2 separate regions of the Rattus norvegicus genome follow, and region 2 is linked to region 1. The links are chromatin contacts, called in public Hi-C maps. All regions are on one chromosome and are shown on one strand. The core of a region is the stretch at or near the end of the contact, and the rest is flanking DNA. Distances in the headings are between cores, read along the strand shown. Region 1 overlaps Pbx3 (PBX homeobox 3). Region 2 holds the start of Pbx3 (PBX homeobox 3).

Region 1 (7,088 bases), core at 2,632-5,131:
GCAACCTCTATTTTTAAAACTTAGGTGTTGATAATTCTGAACCTGCCACAGTGGGTTCACATTCTCCACTAGAGTGTTTCCAAAAGGTGAAAAGTAGCCCCGCTCTGCCGCTCTCCTGTCTGACCGTCTCCCTGAGCTGCCCTGGTATGCCTCGAATGTTAGCAGACCAAGGAGTATTCCTAGCTCGGCCTCCCCAGTAACTGGGGCTCTATGCTTGTGCCTCCATGCCCAGCCTCCCCTCCATTGCTGTCTTATGATAGCACATCATGCTGGGAAGTGGACAGCTATCTGAGATGCAGTCACCGGATTCCCGAGAATGAAGGCAGCCTGCGTAATATTCTGACAGGTGTGCTACACATTAAGGTCTTAGTCTGTGTCCAGGCTTATTTTGAAAAGGAGCATCAACATGACAAATCATGACAAATGAAGGCACAGTCCTGAGAAATCCCTTGCAGACAGTGTCAGGGAGCACATATGAATCACAACATATGCATTACAGAAAAAGTGAAACACCGTCCTTCAAACAATCACGAAGGCACATCAGCACATAATTTCATAATCCTCTTTTTTTTTTTTTTAAGGAAACTGATTTGTTTGGCTTCACTAAGACTACACAAAGTGCTACAGCACTAGACTGAAGATAAGCTTCAGCAGTCAGAGGTCACCCAGGGGATTCCAGAAGTCCGATCTGGAGGTATGCAGACACCAAGTACTCTAAAGGAGTTAGACACACTGTCACCTGTTGAGCAGTTAAGAGTCAATGGACAGTCTAAAAGTTTACCCCTCTGTCTAATTGCAAAACATCCCACATATTAAAGCCTAGATTTTTAAAGGAAGTAAAATGTGGTGGTTAAAATATTAACAGTACTGTCAGGACCTATTTTCATGTAGGACACCATTCCCTGTGAAAGGGAAAGCACAATGTGCCCTTGCTCCTCACCAGCCCTCAGATGCGTGTTAATTATTACTGCTCTTCCTCCCCTTCTGAGATGAGCTGTTAACAAGAACCACAGGGCAGTTAACAGCCACTACCCAATGGGTAGGTTGCATCATTGTTTATGATGTTTACAGAAAAAGAGAAATCCGTACAAAGAAATAGTATGGAGTAATTAATATATTGTAGTGCAGTAATTTCTACTTTCTACCTCCATTTAAATAAAATAATGCTCAGCAGTGCCGGCGTAAATCAGAGAGAGCCACAGGGGAGCACAGCGAGGCAGACATTAAAGCCGAGCCAGAGTCCTTCTTCACCAAGCTACTACTATTATTACTTGAGCAAAGCAAATATTCAGCCTCCAACCCTAAATCATTTCAATTCCTATTTCCAAGTATAATTTAATCTTTTTCAGCGACACTTGATGCTTACTTCATCACAGCATAATGACAGATTAAAAAGTTGTTGAATTAAATATTAAAGAGGACTTCAGGCAGTTCTGCATTTTTAAGGAATAACACAGATTGGGGATGAAATGAGAAGCCCAAATGCATATTTTATACCAAAAGGAAAGAATACATATATTTTTCCTCCAGGCCACCTACTTTGTAATAAAACACAGGGTAGGTTTTTATTTAGTGGATAGAAATGTAAAATAGTATGAGCTTCATATCACTGTAAACTGGCACCATACAGTGATGTCAAGGCTAATGATACTGCAGGAAAATATGGTTCTTTCATATCTTATAAAAATATTTACAATTTATTACTTGTATTAAGATTTTCTTAATTTTTAGATGTTTATCTTATATAATCTCACAGATGATAGAACTAAAAAGCAAACCATTATGCAAACAAATTTATGTTTGGAACTTTCTGAGTGGCTATGGGGAAAGTTGAGCTGTAATTGTAAATCAAGTCTTAGGAAAATGCTGCTGGGAGTAATAGGCCTCACAGCGAGGACTCCCATTAGACCAAGGTAAAATTAAACATGAGGTGTAGGTAACAGTAGTGTCTTCGTTCTCAAACGGAATAACAGTAGTTTTATACACACATATATGCACAGATGTACATATATAGTGACAAGAATAAAGAAGTCAGGGTGTAAGAGGAACACGGGAAGAACTAGAGAAGAGGTAGAAATAATGTAAACAAAGCACTCATGTATGAAATTCTCAAAAAACTTAATTAGAAAAGCAAAAAGAAAATTCTGGGAGTTCATATTTAATGTGTGTGTGCATATTCTAAACTAAAATTCTAAAGGCCCAATGGTCACTAAATTTGTATGTTTTTTACTTTATTTTTAAGAAAGAGCCCCATTCCAAGATTTAAGAGAAAATAAACTTTTAAATTCTTGTTTTGTTGCAATAATTAAAGCAATTCAATGGAGAAACAATGAGCTCCATGAATATTTTATTCTATTTGTGTAACAACAAACTGCTCTTCCTGCACACAGGCAGCTTTGCCCTGTGAATGTAATGATCTGTTCATGGGCCTGCTGTATAAACTACTGAAGGTGGCACGTCACTCTCCTCTAGTTTGACATGTTACTTCATGCTTCCAATGCTGCCTGTACGACTGGACCATTTTGTAGTAAAAGGGGCAGGAGTCTGCTATCTTTAATGATTCACCCTTCACTTTAGAAAGTTGTACTTTTATATATTTCTATCAGACTAAAGATTATCTATTCATAATTGTGTGGTTTAGTGATTAGAATAAAAATATGTACCACACACAGAATGGCCAACGTTGTCCTGATGGGTGAAGAAGCAAATGGCGTGTTTTCAAAAACAGTTCATTTGTGGAACAGGAACACAGTAGAATGCCAGAAAAAAGTACTAAACACTCTTAAGTAATACATGCTATTCCATAAGTAGAAACAAAAGACAAAGGTACAAAGCTCGTTTCCCAGAAATTATGACCGTGGCTGTGATGGAGGTGACTGTCATCTCTTCTGGCAACTACACATGGCCCTGAAAGGATGGCCTAATTCCTTCTGGAAAAATTTTCACTGTGTTTCCTCCTGGCCAAATGTTCCAGGCTTTACTCACAGAATGCTGAACACACAATCCTTTATTTTAAAGAAAAGCATGCAACTGTACCAGGGTATTGTTTAGGGATCCAAAAGGGAGCAGGGATTCTAGTATTTCTTTTATTAATCTTTACAAATCTCAGTATGCTGTTGTTCTACTGGCAGGAAACTCCTCCGAAACACACCATTCTAACCCCCACCACACACACACACACACACACACACACACACACACACACACACACACACAATTGGATATATAAGGTAAGGGACACACTGTAGAAATCCTGCACAATAATCTTTGGTACTCTACAAAAAAGAAGACAGAAAATGGACACAACCCCTGACAGCACCATTTCCTGACTGGAGCTAAGTCACTGGCAGGGAAACTCTGAAAAGGGCATTTCACCGTGATTTCCATATAAAAGTCTTTTTTAAAAAGGATTTTCTTTTCTGGAGCATTTTCCAACCAATAATAATGAAGTAATAATTCTCCATCATCTAGGACATAGGTTCTCAACAAATGTTTGTACAGCTCAATTCCCTGTGCTCTCTGTGTAAGTCAGTTTCATTGAAAGACACCATCATTAAGTTAGGATACCTCCACACCAATTACAGAAGGGAAACTTCGCAGATATGCTTCCGATTCATGGCAAAGGGTTTTTTGTTTTTGTCTTATCATTACCCGCCTCCCCGCCTCAACCACCATTTTCCCAAGATGTCCATGTTTTGTAGCTGGCTTGGCATTTTCTCCTGTCCGTTAAAATGTGCACACGGAGCCTTTCCGCTGTCCTCTGGAATTCTCCTGTAGGCGGCAGCTCAGAGATCTGAAATCCTGGAAAGACTCCTCTACCAGGGTAGCAAAGCAAGTTAGTTTTAGGGCTTGGGCTTGAGGACTCACTGAGCAGCGGTTAGAGCGGGAGTCTCAGCGCCCATTGTTCTCTGCGGCCACAGCCCTCCCGCCTAGCCTGACAGCGCTCCCGCCCTGACTGCATAATTAATGCAAATGGAGCAGCCTCCTGGTCTGCAGCTCTTAGGGTTTACTTTTGTGCAACACTTACGCAGGAATATTAACTAGAGAAAGCAGCATCACAACAGGGGTGGAAAATCAGCCTGTCAGTGACTCATTCCAAATGCCACAGAGAGCTGAGCAGCTTCGAGATTGTTTCATCAAGGTGATTGAGAACAAAAACTACCGCGGAAAGAAAATTCGAGCCGAAACCAAGCTCCCACACAGGCAGTATTTATGGCTCTCGCGTCATTCCATAGGGGAAAGATTGCCACCACGCCTTTATGCAAACTTAGGGTGTGCAGTCGCCCCAGGAAGGCGTCTCTCAGCCAGGCGCCAGGACCGGGTCAGTGGTACCCCAGAACCACCGGGGACAGAGATCCACATTTAACAGAATCCAAGGCTTATGTCCCAAGAGATGCTTGAAGGGCTCTGCCATAAGGTGCCAGGCTGCTGTACCGTTGTGACAGATCACACTAAATTAAGGACAGCTGACTATGTAGATTATGGGAGCATTGAGTTTTTTTCTCTAAACCATGCTATGAATAAAAGTAATGAAACGCCATATTTAAGCTTCCAAATCATATTTTAACAACAAAAAAGTATGCATCTTTTGAAATAATCCTAACGACATTTTCAGAATATTCCATATAAATTGTGTTCTTAGCTGAGAAAATGACTCCCACCGCATGGCTATGGTCCCACCCAGTCTTCTCACCTTGCCAAACTGGCATACTGGCCTACTATGCCAATTATTTAGAGAATCAGGACTTCGTATTTCAAATACATGCGTTTAGTTAATTTCATTTAGACTTAAGTGGAATTATAAATTTATGAACAAATTCTGATCAATTACATTAAGGCTATGTTTTTTTATAATGACAAGCAAATCTTAAATTTCCCAAAGATTTTATACATTTTAAGAAATGAAAAACTTTTCTACTTTCAAGTGGAAAAAAGAAAAAAGAAAAAAAGCATGGGTTGGGAATTGTAACTCATTTTTTCAGGTGTAAAGGAATAGGAGAAGGGTGCACATCAAATCCACACCTCCCCTAGATGCCATCAAATCCGCGTGTTTCTAGAAGAGCTGTGCCACTTCTGGTCTCACATAGCAGAGTGACTTAATCCTGAACATTCTCTAGAAATGTTTCCACAAAGGGGTCAATTGTATACCAGAGAGTAACCATGCACATTTGTCTACTAAATGGCCGAGAACTAAATCCATCTGCGTATCTTCACTGCTTAATTAAATATGGGCACAATAACTGAAAATCACCTCTTTATCCATTCAATACACTATGGGGCAGAAGAGATCAAAATAGACATGCTGATCAAAAGGTTTCCTTTAGACAGGAAGCAGCCGTCAGACCGTTGTTACAAATTAAAGGTATTATACTCAATCATTTTTAATCTCTTAAAAATGAATAACCCTTCTCTGCACATTAAATCATTTTTCTCCAGAGCAGTGTTTCTTTTATGTCTAAGTGCACACATTCCTTCATCGTGCGCTCCAGTTCTACTAGCCTTGATGGCCATTTATCCATCGCTCGCCTCTGAGTCAACATTCTCACCAGCTTTGCACTCCTATTTCAGCAAACACTCCCAAGTACAAAAAAATGAGACTCCATACTCACTATGGATGGTAACCTTCTAAATGTCAGCCTACGGCATTCATGTTCTTACTTGCATTCTGCAGTTAGTACCTTCTATATTAACAAAGGCTGCTTCGTGTCCAGTCACTATGTGTATAAGTTAAAAAAATATTTTCAAAAATAAGTAAATTTACCCTCTGATTTTTTAAGCTTTTTACTATTAAGAATTTATAGTCCAGCTGGATTAAAGCTGTACACGTTTAATCACAAAACTCTGGAGGCAGAGGCAAGCAGATCTCTGAGTTCAAGGCCAGCCTGATCTGCATAGTGAGTTCTAGGACAGCCAGAGCTACACAAAGGTATGAAGCTCGTTTCCCAGAAATTATGACTTTGGCTGTGATGGAGGTGAATGTCATCTCTTCTGGGAACTACACATGGCCCTGCCTCAAAACAAACAAAAAAAAATAAAAAACAAAACAAAACAACAGAAGAAAAAGAAGTTAAAATTCTATCTATGAGATATTAATTTTTGATAGGAAGATTTATGAGTTTGAGACCAACATGGACTTCACAAAAAGCCTGCCTGGTCTACACGATGAGACCCTGTCTCAACAAAGAAATGTTGATGTTTTTTAAAAGATTTAATATGGGTACACAGAAAACTCTGAAAAGGCCCTTGAGATAGTGGTGTGAAAGCTGCAGTTCAATGACTGGGTCTTGATAAGATGCTATTAGGCTGACAAACATGCTGACCTGTGCGTAAAGGCAGAACTGCGCATACACAACACAAGTTAAAAACAGCTTCAAGTGACTGTTTAAAACTGTGGGCTTCACAACCTTAAAATACAGGAGAGCATTGCATAGTTTATTTCAAATTGGCAAGCACAGTTTAACAAGCTATGCTAACAAATGATTAGCATAGCATGTGCCTTTCTTTAGCCATCAATTATGACATAGGGTAATGCAGGGCACAACTTAAGTGTCAAATTACAATATGCTGTACAAAACCACTTTGCAACATAGCTTTCTGTTTGCTTAGCAATTACTACAGAGCACGCTGCTTTTCATGAAAGGAACTGGTCAGAACTGTTTATAAGAATTAATACAAATGTTTATGTATTTGTATTAAAAAGAATTAGTTGAGAATTTCATAAAATTCCTCACTATCCAGCTGGACTATTTATCTCATATTGGTATTCAAGTAGACAACCAGCCAAAATGTTGAGCTTCTTTTTAAAATACAATTCATCTCTATATGTAAACTAACATAGAACAGTAGTTTCTTTTCCCAAACATGGAGGATCTCTTCCCTCACTTTGTCCACTAACAATGCTTTAACACTGTGTTCTTTTAGCTGTGAGTTCAGCCCCATCTGTAGGTTCTAAAGCTGCAGCAATGCTTTTCATGGTCCTCAGGAAGAATTTCAGAAGTGAGATTTCAGTCCTGCTTTGACACTTGATCTGCCAGTGCTCAGGTTATCTGTCTTAATTGCAGGACCATCCATAATTCATAAAATTCTTA
Region 2 (6,297 bases), core at 2,643-5,142, 120 kb after region 1:
ATACATGATTTTTTTTTAATGATTTTGTCTATTTTAAAAGAAAAGCAAACCCAAAATCACACAATCCACTGAAGTGGTAGTTCCCACCCAGCCACCCTCCAGTTCTCAACTTGTCAGCCCCCTCCCCTTCATTATGCAGAATAGAGTCATCACATAATACTCCTTCCTGATTTATATTCACAAATGACTAGATGAACTTTCTGTAGGTAATTAATCCTTACATACTATGATAATAGATTAATAAAGTGATTTAAAGAGAAAGTGCTAAGTAGCGTACACATATTCCCTAACACTTATTTTCTAAGTTCATAATGTCTCTAAAGCTGGACTACAGAAGCAGATGAGGGATAGGCCAGGAATGTGCTGCCCGGCTTTCTCTGCTTTGGTAACACTAATGTCTACACAGCTGTTTTATTTCAAATTGAGGGCTGAGTCTAGCTATCCTGTCTCCTTCTAAGATTGCGTTTAGAGCATGAGGCAGAGCTATGGTAGTAAGAGAGAAAGGAGAAGAGAGAGAGAGCTTCACCCCATCAATCACTCAGTACTTAAATCCCATCCCTCTCGAGCTCAGAGAGGCAGGCAAGAGGATGCCTCTGCCCAGACAGCCGCCTTCACTGTTGGCTGCTGGCTTTTTATAAAAGAGATAACCTGCAAAGTTGGGTCGCAGGTCAACGCACAAAAAGAGGATCTAATTTACAAGTTATCACTGAAAGCCCAAGAAACGATTTTTAAAACACAGAAATTTCTTTTGTCTGCTCTCTCCTGGTTGTTAAACAGCAATAGCCCTACCAAAGCTCTCTCTGACCATAATCCCAGACTCTGAAAAGACTTGTTTCTTTTCCTAACTCACCTTTGACATGTCGTTGACTACTCTTTCCTTTCAGAGTGGTGTAACTAAGTCCTGTGCAAATAGGCAACTAGAAGACTAACACTTCTTAATTGAATTTCTCCTGCTGATAAGTATTCAAACATGAAATGCTGTGTAGTTCTGTGTTGTTAGGCCAAAACTTTAAAGGAATAAAAAATAAATAAATACAAAGCGTAAGAAGGGTGTTCTTGCTAGAGAAGCGCATCAATCCCCTCTCTTTAGCAATATAGTGCCATATAAAATTGAATCAATCTTAATATTCACAGCACAGTCAATACTCCAGTGCTTAGCTGTCAGCACAAACTGGAGTACAGCCCTGATAGGAAGGAAACCCTTGGAAATTAAGCAACATAAATGTTCTAAGAGTTATATACTTTCATTCACCCAGATTAAAAGCCTTCAAGATTCAATGCCGGGTGTCTTTATACTTAGAGTAAAATCATCTGCCATCTTAAATCATAAGGTACTCAAGGTTTCTAAAAATCAACATGTAACAAGTCAGTAATTTAAAATGACTTTGGTATTCAGAATGTAAAGTGTGTCGCCAAAGAGAAGAAAAGAAAGAAAAACAAAAACCTATCATTAAAAAAAAAAATCATGGCTTACGAATGAGAAGCAAATAAAGTTACTTCTTTCAGCTCTCAATATTTACTAGCAATTATGGTTTAGCATATATACATCAAGAGAGGCTAATAAACCACCATCTCCTCTGACTTACTTTTAGGACTATAGATAGTACCTGTTTTTTATAAAAAGAGTATGACTTGACTTCCTGCCTAACAGTCCTAGGCAATTATTATTATTTGTAAAATCAATTCAAAGACAGCCAAACCTTGAAACATTAAAACAGCATTAGCTGGAAAATGCAATACACTGAGCTTGATTTTTTTTTTCTTCTTTGCCTCAATTTACAAAAGGCAACTATAAAAAGCAATACAACCCAACACATACAACAAATAAATCAATCGATCAGTGGTAAAGCTTGATCAATGGAGCTTTGTTTTTACCACATACAGGAAAGATAACTAAACAAACTAAAACATGTGAGATATATATGTGTATAAATACACATATACATGAATATACTTTAGCTTTACCCTTAAGTCAAGAGTAAATTTACCTTAAATAAAAAAAGTCTGACAAGAAAGTTAAACTATAAGGAACTGTCAAAAAAATTTCCCTAATATGTATCAGCAATTTTCATTCTAGCACTTCTGCAAAACCTATGCTGCTCCTGCCCTGAACTTCAGAAGGTTTCGTCAGCATCTGTGGACATCTTTCTCCACACACTGAAGCTCAGTTTTACAAGTGTAGCAGTTGTAAGACAGACTGTAATATAAGTACTAATAGGCGTGATACATTGCACATGCCTAAGCACATGATCTTCCTTCCTGGATTCCTAAAAATCTTCCCATCTAAAGCACTAAGTCCAAGGTGCTACTGAGGCGTGTTCGGTTGTGCCTTCAGTAGAACCGAAGCTCAAAACTGTCTCAGTAAAACAAAGTTCTGGTGATGCCTCTCCAGGGGAACTGGTCCCTGGCATCCAGTCTCCCACTGCTCCGTTTAAAAACTGCTACACAAGGCAAAAAGAGATAGGAGAGGGCGGCTAGCTAGAGCCCCCTCCCCGTCTGAAGCCAGGGACTACTTCCTAGGGAACTGCGACCCAGCTCCATTCTCATATACACTTCATTTTGTACCAAAGCAGAATTGAGAAATAGACTCCAGATTTATTGCAGTTTTTTCTCAAGATCAGGAGGTGGGAAGCAAAGAATGATCAAAGATGGCGGTGCCCAAAAGCAGCAGCTCTCAACTGGAGAGTCGAAGGAGTAGATCTGACCCCACCTCGGGGGTCTCCGAGCCCACTGTGGGCAGCAGAGTCTTACCTGTTTTCTCTTTGATCTCACACAAGACGCTGAAGAGCGCCGGTTTCATTCTGTGACAGTTCAGAGCATGTTTCCTAAAAAACAAACAGCAAAACACAAAGGTATTAGCATCACCTATTGGAATAATATGGCGCCTTCCTTTAAGTTAGACCCAAGATTTAAAACCGGCCCCCTATTTGGGAAAGCTCTTTTGAACCACGGGAAGTCAACAAAACTCAAGTTGACTAGTTCGCAACTGGCTGCAAGCTCTAGCGGCGAGAGCTTCAGCCCGATAGCAGCGTGACCCATCTGCTGGGCCGACAGAAGCCTCGGCAGACGCAGGAGTGACCCGCTCATAAGGCTCCGCTCCGGGGAGCGCGGCGGTGACCCAAGGGACCAGACCGACGCGGAGGGGACCCCAACGCCCAAGCTCCACAGGAGCAGCGGGCGCAGCGGCCGGCCGGCGGCTGATAATCAGCGGGTGACAGCTCCGCAAAGTTTGCCAAGCGGCCCTCCCTCCTAGAGAACTTGGCGCTCCCGCACAGGGACGTGGGGGAAAGCAGCCGGTCACCCCGGACTGGGCCGAGGGGAGTGGATGCCCGGAGTCTGGGCGGGCGGAGAAAGTTGCACTTCCCGGCGGTGCGGTCCGGGACCCGGCAGGGACGCGGAGCGCACCGGGGCCCGGGCGGGATGTTTAAATCCGGGGAGGGGGCCGGGCAGCGGGGCACGGACGAAGCACTGATCGAGTTTGTCCCGAACCCGGCGAGCAACTTTGCCCGCGCGATGGAGGACTCGGCAAGTGCCCGGCGGGCGGAGAAAGTTCCCGCCCGAGACTGAGGCCCCGGTCCCGGGAACCACCCGGGACCCGAGCCCGGCTCCCGTACACACACAAAAGATGCTTAATGAGACGACACCAACTTTGCTTGCGCCTCGTCCAAGCTCTGGTCGGTGATGGTCATGATCTGGTGGAGGATGTCGCCGATGTCCTGCTTCCTGCCGTCGCCGTCCGCCCCTTCGTGGCCGTGAGGGGGAGGCGGCAGAGCCATACCCCCTTGGACCGAGTGGCCGGCCAGGTTCACCCCGGCCAGAGTCTGCAGCATCCTGGATTGATCGTCCATCCCGCCGCGCGCGGGCGGGAGCGGGCGGCGGCGGCGGAGGCGAAGGCTGAGGCGGCGGCGGCGGCGGCGAGGGAGGAGAAGAAAGAGGGGGAGGGGGAGGGGGAGGCGGCCGCGCGCTCCCCGCCCGCGCGGGAGGGGGCGGCCTGGCCCGGCGCGGCCCGCGACTGAGGGGACGCGGACCGGCGTCCGGCTCCGGCTTCCGCCGCGGCGGAGACTGAGGACAGCGGCGGGCGGAAGCGGAGCTCTCGCCGGCGGAGGCGCTGGCGGTGGTGCCCGCTGCCCTCACGCGGCCGCCGCGCTGCCTCCTCAGCGCCCCGCGCCGCGCCGGGCGGCCCCGCACAACTTGGTCCTCAGCGCCAGCCGAGTTGCCGGGACGCCGCGACCGCCGCCGCCCGCGCCAGCCAGAACGGTCCCCTCCCTCAGCCGCCTGCCGCCGCCGCCGCCGCCGCCGCCTCAACCGGGCGGGATCCGAGCACCGGCGGCCCCGGGGGAGGGAGCGGCGGCGGCGGCGGGCGGCGGCAGAGGAGGAGGAGGAGGAGATGGAGGCCGACGGGCGGGCCGCGGGGAGAGAGAGGGGCGGAGGAGGAAAGTTTGGGAGCGGGCGGGCCGGCGCGGCAGGGACACGGAGCCCGGTGGAGGGCCCCGGCGGGCCGCACGCCGGGCGGACAGCAGATTGATGAGGCGGGAGAACTCGCCGCCGCCACCTCCGGTGCCGCGCACCCAGTCAGCAGCCGCCGTGGACCGGGCTCGAAGGCCGCTCGGCTGAGGGATTGACAGGCTGCCAGTGCCACTCACTCACTGCGGCCCCGGCGCCCGCGGGGGGAGGGGCGGGGAGATCTGAAGGGCGGGGGAGCGCCCCGGATGCCCCGCCTCCTGGGGCGGAGTCTTCTCTCATTGGGCTTTGCGCCTCCCGCCGCCGCCACTGGCCCCGTCCCCCAGAACTCGGCCCGTCCCCTCTGGCCTCTACTGTGGGGCGCCTGAGAGCCCGCCCGGGAGCCTTATGGCTACCGGCGCCCGCGCTCCACAGATGGACAGCCCAGCCAGCAAAGTGTTGCCCCCGGCCCCTGCACGTTTCCTATTGTTAGCAGTTGGGGACTTAGGGGGTGTTGTATAGGACCGGATAAAGTCTCCCCGTAGCCAACGGCGTGGTCCCCCGTTGCATGAGATGAGCTTCACGCCTCGGACAGTGCCTGGTCTACTTTCCCACTCTTCCTGTCAAGAGGTGGTACCCTCTGGGCACAAGGCCGCAAGTCCAGGGCCAATCGCATTACGCTCAGCGCCGAATGAGGCGGGACAGAGCCAAGAAAGGGTTGTCCCAATTGGAGCGTTCGAAAGTCCTGGGCTGAGACCGGGAAAGAGGGTCTAAAAGCCTTGCCCATCCCACGGTCGCTATGGTAACCCGAAGTCAGGGCTAGGAGTTAGCGCTGGCACTAGGGCCCTACGCTGTCCCTCGAGGAGTGACCAGTTAGAGTGAGCCCGTGGTTTCGCATGGACGGAGCCCTTCTCTGAAAAGATAGCAGATGGAAAGGTCACAGAGAAACACGTCGGCTGGAGAGAGTGAAGTCCAGGACTAATTTCTAAGCTAACTGCACTTTGCACACTCGACAAGTCCTGGAGATCCGGGGACTACTCTGGCAGATGTGCGGAACCTTTGGAGAGCGAGACAATAGTCTCACAGACAAGTTTGTTTAGAAATGGACTGGATTTCGCTTGTCAACTTACCCCTTCGACAGTAGTCAACTTCAGCTACAGATTTACATAGCTGTAACAACTCTTCATCCATTATATTTCTGCCCACTAGAGTCTAAAGGCTAAAACGGTGTTGGAATCTGCACCTACACCTCCGGTAGAGTCTTGAAGTTGATCTCGACCTCATCTCTCAGGCTGAAGATTCAACATGATCTCATTTTAAATCCATGGAGATCATCCTAGGTTAAGTCTTTAACTGGTGGCTCTTACCTCTAAATGTTCCTTCCTCAGACTCAATAAGCTGTCTTACCTGAAACTAAAAATAGAGGTGTGAGGAGATGAAAAATGGCTGTTACTCTGCAGGGTTGAATGTAGGACAAGCAGTTCTTTAAATGCCAGATGGAGTCTTGGAATAAAGCAGGCTACTCAGTTCCAGGTTCTTTCCTTCGTATGTTGAGTGTGATTTTAAATACTCCCCACTGCAACGCTAACAGCCAAACTCACAGGCCAGGCAAGCTACAAGCCTTACCAACTGCACAGCTGCTGGGGAAGGAGTTCCAGACAATCTACCCTGCTTAAGTCCAAAGAGCCTCCTTTGAGTTCATTAATATTCTCTGCTCTTGTGTGTGTCAAGTTGCTGATTCTTCAAGTACTCATTATGAGTTACAGCCATCATTGATTGGATTTTCTCTACTCTAAACTTGTTTTTCAAACTGTCACCAAATCCTTGCTCTTTTTTTTTTTTTACATAAAGAGTGAG

Evidence for each region. A called contact is a pair of places that touch in the nucleus more often than the background predicts.
Region 2: a Hi-C map of Schwann cells shows a contact between it and region 1, with 6 times the contacts expected there. The contact joins the promoter of Pbx3 here to the enhancer-like site in region 1. A contact is called at or near these places in 3 of 12 Hi-C or Micro-C datasets (Schwann cells, kidney and liver).

What each region holds. Positions count from the first base shown.
Region 1 is chr3:37,955,145-37,962,232 of GRCr8, forward strand. All of the region lies in intron 2 of Pbx3 (PBX homeobox 3), which reads right to left. Among named protein-coding and RNA genes, the nearest start is that of Pbx3, 120 kb to the right of the region's middle. Within about 2 kb of position 3,882, at least 52 of the 93 cell types and tissues checked have an H3K27ac peak or open chromatin away from gene starts, as enhancers often do. A contact at or near this core is called in Schwann cells, where this site is marked.
Region 2 is chr3:38,076,003-38,082,299 of GRCr8, forward strand. Pbx3 (PBX homeobox 3) reads right to left here and starts at 3,893. Exons shown (of 9, transcript NM_001107834.1): 1 at 3,649-3,893; 2 at 2,752-2,825. The coding sequence starts at 3,848.